Regions from separate parts of the Sus scrofa genome. Here region 1 is linked to region 2. The links are chromatin contacts, called in public HiChIP or PLAC-seq maps. All regions are on one chromosome and are shown on one strand. The core of a region is the stretch at or near the end of the contact, and the rest is flanking DNA. Distances in the headings are between cores, read along the strand shown. Region 1 holds the start of ATL2 (atlastin-2). Region 2 has its middle 90 kb from the start of HNRNPLL.

Region 1 (3,863 bases), core at 176-2,675, 110 kb after region 2:
GCACTGTAGTAGCCTATGAAATAAACTGTTTCCTAGTGGAAAGGACACTGGCTAGGAGGTCACTTGACTAGCAGTGCAGCCTTAACTCTGGGGGTCCCTGATGGAGTGGGCTCAGTACTAAGTTAGCTGCTAATTCTAACTGGAAATTTATTCTTTGCTGGCAAAAATACTCATCTTTGCATCTTCTCTCATACCTCAGATGATAATACCCTGTATAAAGCAGACTGCAGGCAATATTAAATAGATGCCTTATAGGGAGATTATGACAGGAAATCCATCATCAAACAGGGCTTACAACTTGGTGCTTAGGTTGGACCAGGGGCATCGAACCAGGATGCAGGGAGTTAGGAGGTCCAGGAGGAGCCCCAAATCCCTTTCTATTAATACAAAAACAGATGAATAAAGAAATGGCCCAACAACCCCCCTTCTAGAATGGTACCCTGTAAGCTTTGATGACATCAATGCTTTTGTAGTGGTCATTCAGGATGAAGGGCTGTGAGAAGACCTGTCCAAGACAGCGGTTTGGACACCTGGACACATGTCTTTACCAGAGAAAAGGAGAATCTAATGCAGCTGGCGATAATGGTAAACACCCAAAAGAATAGGGACTGTTTCACAGAAGTCTCCAAAGGGTGGCTTTCCTTTTAAAAGCGACCTGAACTTTCTATAAGATGTCACTGGACCCCTTGAAGAAGGTTATCACAGTTCGGAAAGGACCTGCTACAAGTCTTTTTATGATTAGAATGCTTTCTGGTTTGCCCCTGTAAGGGGCTAGGAGCAGGAAGGCAAGGGTATGCACAGTTAAGAAGATAAGAGGAGGGTCTCATAATTAGAAGGAAGCGATGGCAAACGAACCATAGGATGGTCTCTGGATGGGAAACAACATTGGAGACTTGTGCAAGAAAGAACATGAGGAAAAGCAGGGCACCAGCAATAGTGTGGCGGGGAGTGTGGGGGTGGGGGAAGGAGGAACGAAGAAGGGAGGAGGGGGAGCACAGCTGTGGGAGGAGGTGGGAATAAAAGGGAGAGAAGGAAAGGAGTGTGAAAGCAACCTCACGTGCAGTGCACGAGTCAACGATCATGGAGAAGAGCTGTCAAGAGAATTGGGTTACTGAATTAGGAAGGAGGGACTTGGCTCTCCGGAGAATCCTTCTTCGTTTACACAGCCTAGTCCAGAGCTGAGGTGTGGCAATGAGCTTAGGGCGGTGGGAGTGTGAGACTGTCGGGGTGGAACGCTGCCCAAGTTCTCCCCAAAGTGGAAGGCTGGGAAAACCGAGCAGCAGGCAGGCTTGCAAGCAGAGCGGGGGCGGAGCGAGGGCTCCGAGGGGCGGGACGAGGGAGGGCGTGGGGAGGACCAGGAGGAGTAGCTTGAGGGCGGCGCTAGGACCCAACGGCGCCCCGCCGGCTCCCGGGAGGTTGATAAAGCGGCGGCGGCGTTTGACGTCAGTGGGGAGTTAATTTTAAATCGGTACAAGATGGCGGAGGGGGACGAGGCAGCGCGGAGGCAGCAGCCGCACCTGGGGCTGCGGCGCCGGCGGCGGACCAGTGACCCAAACACCGCGGTTAACCACGTCTCGTCCACGACCCTCCTAGGTACGGGCCGGCGCGGTGGAGGCCGCAGGGCCGGGTGGTGAGAGGGCTAGAGCCGCTCGAGCTCGCGGGCACCGGCCGCAGGCGGCGGGGTCGTCGTCCGCGGCTGGCTCAGCTTCCTTCTGCCGCCGCGTCTGGCCGCCGGGCCTAGCCCCCGCCGCGCCCCGGGCTCCAGCAGCGCGCGGCCCGAAAGGGCGGCCCCGTGGCGGCGGCTCCCGCAGCTGTCGAGTGTACTGGCGGCTCGCGCGCCGCTGCGCCCGGCCCGGCCCCCTGTCCGCCGCCCGCCCGCCGCGTGGCTGTGGCTGGGTCCGCCCCGACCTGAGGGGGCGGCCTTGAGCAGGGGCCGCCGACCCGGGGCGCGGGGAGCTAGGCTGCGGCGTGGCTCGGTCCTAAGGCTCTTCGGAAGCTGCTGGACGACCTGTCATTAGGCCGGCACTTAATGCTCTCTGTTCCTCGCGGGGAAAGGGAGGAAGGGTTATCCAGGTCGTGATGGGCCCCGTGGAGGAGGAGGACGCGCAGCGCACTGGGGGAGCGGACACCTCGCTGCCAGGTCGGAAAGCTCTCCAGACGCCCTTCCAGGAGGGAACCGCAGTCCGCAGGCCAAGGCTGTGCTCTGGGGCCCGCGTTCGTGGCCCCTCGGTTCCCGGACCCATTCAAGTGGGTAACGCGTGGCTAGGATGCAAGTTCGGGTTTAATTGTCAAAACTGGGGTTTATGTGCTGTGTGCTAGTACTGAGAACATAGTAAGGCCTGGTTAGACTGAAAGTGTTGGTGGTGCGAAATCACCTGATCCTTCGCTCCCTGGTTTTGCTGAATGTGAACTCTTACTGTACGTGTTCAAGGAGTGCCCCTGCCCCCGAAGACGCATTTGCCTTGGCAGCGGGGTGTTGTGTGTCCCTCTCATAACACCCCTATTTTTAGGAGTTTAGCATTTGATCTTTCACTATGATGTGAATTGAACGCCTGAAATCCTGATTGAGTATTTTGGTGGTACTTAAAGGCATAAAGTTTTTTAAAGACTTGTAAATAGTAAAAGTTTATGGTTAGGTAAGTATGGCAATAGCATAGATAGGAGTTTTTTTTTGTTTTTTTTTAACCTACACTAAATTTGAACTGTGTTGTTCAGACTTCTACAGTCTGTTAAAGGTTTCGTGAGATAAAATGTAAAACATTTTGATAGAAGACTGACTTTAATAGAAAAGCTTACGTGAAATGTATTTCATCATTTATGTTATTAGCCTATGGACATGTTGAATGTATGTCAGAGGTGATGACAATCTAGAGTTTTTGCTAAGGGAAAAAGAACAGGAAATAAGGCTTATTTTATTTCTTGCCAAGCAAAGCATTTGACAGAACTATTTATATAGAAAAAGTACTTCAAGAGAAGAGAGGTATGCCTTAGATCTATTCTGGTTGGAATTCTCAAGTAATTAGAGTTGTTTGGAATGCTGAGGGATTGGTTAATTTAGCTCTTTTGGACCCCGGGGGTGTGCTTATTTACTTATTTATTAATTATAACCGTTTTGACGTAGATCCAAAGCGTTCTATCCAAAGCAAGCGTGCTTGCTTACCTTTGTAACTCAAGGCTGTGTATGAACTGTGAAGAGATGCGATTCTTAAGACATGATAAGTAGAGTTGCTCATTTATTAAATACTCTGTCTCCTACCCGCAGGTTTTTATCTTGTGTGTGTATAGTTAATCCTTCACTTGATAGCCATTCCTATCAAATGACTGCCTGAAATAGTCCCTCTCCCTGCTAATTTGCTCTGAGTCACCCATTCTACATTAAAAACCAAATAAACTTGTTAAGATTTGTGTTTAAAGTAAAAGCCAGCAGACTGCAAATGAGTAGGAACTCATCTAATTTTGGCTGTGTAAACTCTTTGTCTCCCTATGCTTTCTGGATAAACAAAGTTAAGCTGAGTTGGGGTGAGTCAGGTGCCACTATAGAAGTTTAGTCTTGGGAAGATGTTTTGTGTCTCTTAAAGAGGCATGCTTACTCTTAGAAAGTGAGACCTTTATAAAGCACTTATGATCTATTCTATTTTTATGACTTTGTAGGATGATAAGCATCTGTGGATGTGATTAAATCTATTTAGTAAGGTGTTTTGAAATCCATTGAAATTCTTTTTTTTTTTGGTCTTTTTAGGGCCGAATTGGAGGCATATGGAGGTTCCCAGGGGTCCAATTGAAGCTGTAGCCGGTGGCATGCACCACAGCCACAGCAACATCAGATCCAAGCCGAGTCTGCAACCTACACCACAACTCATGGC
Region 2 (3,849 bases), core at 67-2,566:
CTCTGCTCTGCCATGCCCTGCATCTGACTCCAGGAGTCGAGTTGCTTCTCTGAGCCTCAGTTTCTTCATTTGCAGCGAGGCCGAGTGTCTACTCTGGGCTTGTTGCAAGGAAAAAAGGCTCATTTCAGGAGAACTCACATATCTTGGTTCTCTAGAGAAGAGGTGAGATTGACAAGTCCTCGACACCCCCTTAAACTAGAAAAGTGATTCAGCCATTTCCCTACGAACCTTGCAAAGGACTCAAACAGCTTTATCAGGCATTTGCTCTGCAGTAATGTATGCGATTTAGTTTAATTATGTCCACAACTCTACAAGGAAGGTATTTTCTCTCTTAGACAGGGGAGGAAACCAGAAGTCAGACAAGATGACTATGGGAGTTCCCTTGTGGCACAGCAGGTTAAGGATCTGGCATTGTCACTGCAGCAGCTCAGGTTGCTGCTGTGGCACGGGTTCTCTCCCTGCCCTGGGAACTTCCACATGCCATGGGGGTGTCTCCCCCCAAAAATAGATGACTGTACCGTATGTATCTGGGATCCTATGGACATTTGAACTCAGATCTGTTTTGACTCAGAGCACATTCATTTTTCACTGTGCTCCCCAGCTCATGCTTCGGATATGATGGATATGGAAATAAAACCTAGGCCTTCTCGTTAAGTCATCAGGACCCTGTACACCTAAGTAGGCTGTGAGAACTGAGAGAAGAGACCGCGAGGTCTCCAGAAGACACTTCACCTCGACTGGTTTGTGGAGACAGCTGAGGCCCGATGAGAGGCCTGTGTCCACTAAATGGGCTTCGCCTCTTCATCCTCTCTCTTTATCCTATATCTACTTAGGATGACCCCAAGCCAGCGGTCCATGGAACACATCTTGCTGGCCTCACGCAGGGCCCTTGAAGCTGCCCAACTGCCCTCCAGCATTTGGGCCAGATGGACACTTGACGTGGAACCTGGTTGGGGAACAGCTTGGGAGCTTAGTGGACATGAAGGGCTGGCAGGGTCCAGGCTTCCCTCTGACTCCATTTCTTGAGGCAGCGCTGTTGCCTCCTCCTCCCGGCCTGCTTTCTGATGTCCCTGAGGCCTTTCCAAGTAGGGAGAGTGGAAGGACAGAGTGGATGTGGCCAATCAAGAAACGACATCCTCTAATCAGGCCACCCAGACAGCCCCCTGTCTAACCCAGTTGGCGCTGAGCCTTTTGCCTGGGGATCATTCTGTTCTGTAGCAGTAAAGCTGACCTCAAGCGAGGCCACTCTGTCCAGATCCTTGTTGGATCTAAACAAGCACAGAGCCTATCTCCGGGAGAGTTCTGCCTTGCTGGCAGGTCTCCAGAAGGGGGCGGTGCTGTTTAGCCAGGGGAGTCAGCAGATGGCCTTCCCCTGCCTGGACTGCCTGGGTAAGCTGCTAATGGATTTTCCTAGGGTACAGAAGGCTCTAGATTTTCTAGAAATGTGTGAAAAGGGCTTCAAACAATTTATAAGAGAAGGCATCAAAGTTGCTAAATAGAAGCGCATTATACAAAAATCAATTTGCATTTTTACGACCCATCACAGTAAGGAAACAAAACCTTTTAAAGCTAACATTTATAAGAGAAACAAAAGCTATAAGGGACCAGAAATAAATCTAATGAAACATATGCATGATCTTTATGAAGAAAATTACAAAACTTCACTTATTATTTAGGTATTTTTTAATAGATAAGGTGTGTTCATGATATGAAGATTCACTGTTGTAAGATTTCAGTTCTTCCTAAATTAATCTATAAATTCTAAGAAATTCCCACTAAATCCAGACAGGATTTGTGTAACTAGATAAAATGATTTTAGCCTTGCTAAAATCAAAGGGCCAAAATAACTATGAAATTTTGAAGAAAACAAGATGAGTGACTTGTTCTATAAGACTTACTAAATTAAGGCAGAGTAGTATTAGCCCTGAAAGAGACAAATAGCCCCGTGGAACAGAAGAGAGAGCCCCCAGGCAGATTCCTATGCATGTGAAGTCTTAATGTATATCACAGAGGCAGCATGCAGATCTGTAGAGAAAGGAAGAACTGTTCAGTGAATGGCACTGGGAATTCAGTAACCCATGTAGAAAATCAAAACCAAAACCAACGCATTAAATTCTAGGTGAAACATTTGAAAAGCAGAATTTTAGGACCTAATAGGAGAAAATATAGAAAACCTTCAAGACCGTAGTGTAGGCAATAATATCTGAAAACACAAAAAGGATAAACCATAAAGAAGAATAGTGATAAATTTAGGTTAAAAATGTAAAGCTCCTTTTCATCAAAAGAGGCCATAAAGGAGAATGAAAAATAGACAAGCACTGACTGGGAGAAAATGCTGTCAATCGGGCAGCCATAAAGGGCGTGCTGCAAGGGTTTGCCTTCAAGAGAGAAGCACCTGTCAGGTGTGTGTGATTGGCTGACAGCCCGCAGCTGCCGGGCCTTCAAGATTCATCGGTGTTCAAGCCCAGGCCATGCCCTCCCTGGCCTCATCCCCACCAGCGACTGCGCCTGGTAGGAAGACCCTAGCCGAGCCTTTCCCGCCTAGTGTTGATCTCCTTTAAAATGCACACTCTTCTGGGGCTCCCCATCAGCCCAGCTGAGACTTTCTCAGAACTATCCCTTCCTACCCAATTCTCCTTTCTTCTCTCTCTCCCATCACAGGGATCAGGATCTGCACTGGGGTCTGAAGGCTTTTCCCAGCCCCTCCTAGTCCTTTTCCTGTTACGCTTCAGAAGCATTGACCTACAGTGTTTTGTCTTGCACTTCTGATTCTCTCTTGGTGTCTGCTTCTTGGCGGACCTGAACAGACATAGCCTATAAATAACTGAAGACTAGTATCCAGAATGTATATGTAAAAACAGACTGCAGATTGATGAGATAAAAACATCTCGATAGAAAATTAGGCAAAAGATATAATCCATAGGAGAAATCTAAAAGCCCAATAAGTACATGAAAAGATGCTTGATCTCACTAGTAGTTAGGGAAATGTAAATTTCAGGAAACCAGATACCATTTCATACCCGTAAGATTGGTAAAAACCAAAAACGTTTGCCGATGTATTGGGGAAGAAGTGGAGCAACAGGAACATGTAAACTGTTGGTAGGAGGGTAAACTGATGCCACCATTTTGGACAGTTTAATAAGTACTTACCCATCGTTAGAGACTCCCACGTGTGCAAAAGGAGACATACAGAAGAATACAGTGCCGAATTATTTGAAAGAGGAAAAGAACCCAGAACAACCTAAATGTCCAGCAAGAGAAAAATGGATGAATACATTGCAGAACGGACATACTACGGGAATATCGTAGGGCTGTGAAAATAAATAAACCACAGCAAAGTTTCCACATGGAATGGCAGTGAAAAACTGACTTTTGGCTATGAAAAGTCCTTTCTAATAATACCTACCTTATTTTAAAAAATTAAAAAAGCAAAAACAGAGAAGGGGATGGAGAAAAAGAGGCTTGTTTATCCTTTAGTCTATAGGAGCTAGGTTGACAAATAGGTTTTTTTTTTTTTTTTTTTTTTGGTCTTTTTGCTATTTCTTGGTCTTGGGCCGCTCCCGTGGCATATGGAGATTCTCAGGCTAGGGGTCCAATCGGAGCTGTAGCCACCGGCCTACACCAGAGCCACAGCAACACGGGATCCGAGCCGCGTCTGCAACCTACACCACAGCTCACGGCAACGCCGGATCGTTAACCCACTGAGCAAGCGCAGGGACCGAACCCGCAACCTCATGGTTCCTAGTCGGATTCGTTAACCACTGCGCCACGACGGGAACTCCGACAAATAGTTTTGATGTGATTTGTCTGGGCCACACCAACTGCTGAAAGGAGACTAATTACGATTTT

The links. HiChIP or PLAC-seq counts read pairs in DNA pulled down with a chosen protein or histone mark.
Region 1: an H3K27ac HiChIP or PLAC-seq map of skeletal muscle shows a contact between it and region 2. The contact joins the promoter of ATL2 here to the enhancer-like site in region 2. A contact is called at or near these places in 1 of 5 promoter capture datasets (liver), 8 of 47 Hi-C or Micro-C datasets (epiblast stem cells, fetal heart ventricle, heart right ventricle and 3 more) and 2 of 2 datasets of contacts at active chromatin or transcription factors (alveolar macrophages and skeletal muscle).

What each region holds. Positions count from the first base shown.
Region 1 is chr3:101,955,764-101,959,626 of Sscrofa11.1, forward strand. ATL2 (atlastin-2) reads left to right here and starts at 1,426. Exons shown (of 14, transcript XM_005662612.3): 1 at 1,426-1,593. The coding sequence starts at 1,476.
Region 2 is chr3:101,841,410-101,845,258 of Sscrofa11.1, forward strand. No RefSeq gene overlaps it. Among named protein-coding and RNA genes, the nearest start is that of HNRNPLL, 90 kb to the left of the region's middle. Within about 2 kb of position 1,317, at least 25 of the 83 cell types and tissues checked have an H3K27ac peak or open chromatin away from gene starts, as enhancers often do. A contact at or near this core is called in liver and skeletal muscle, where this site is marked.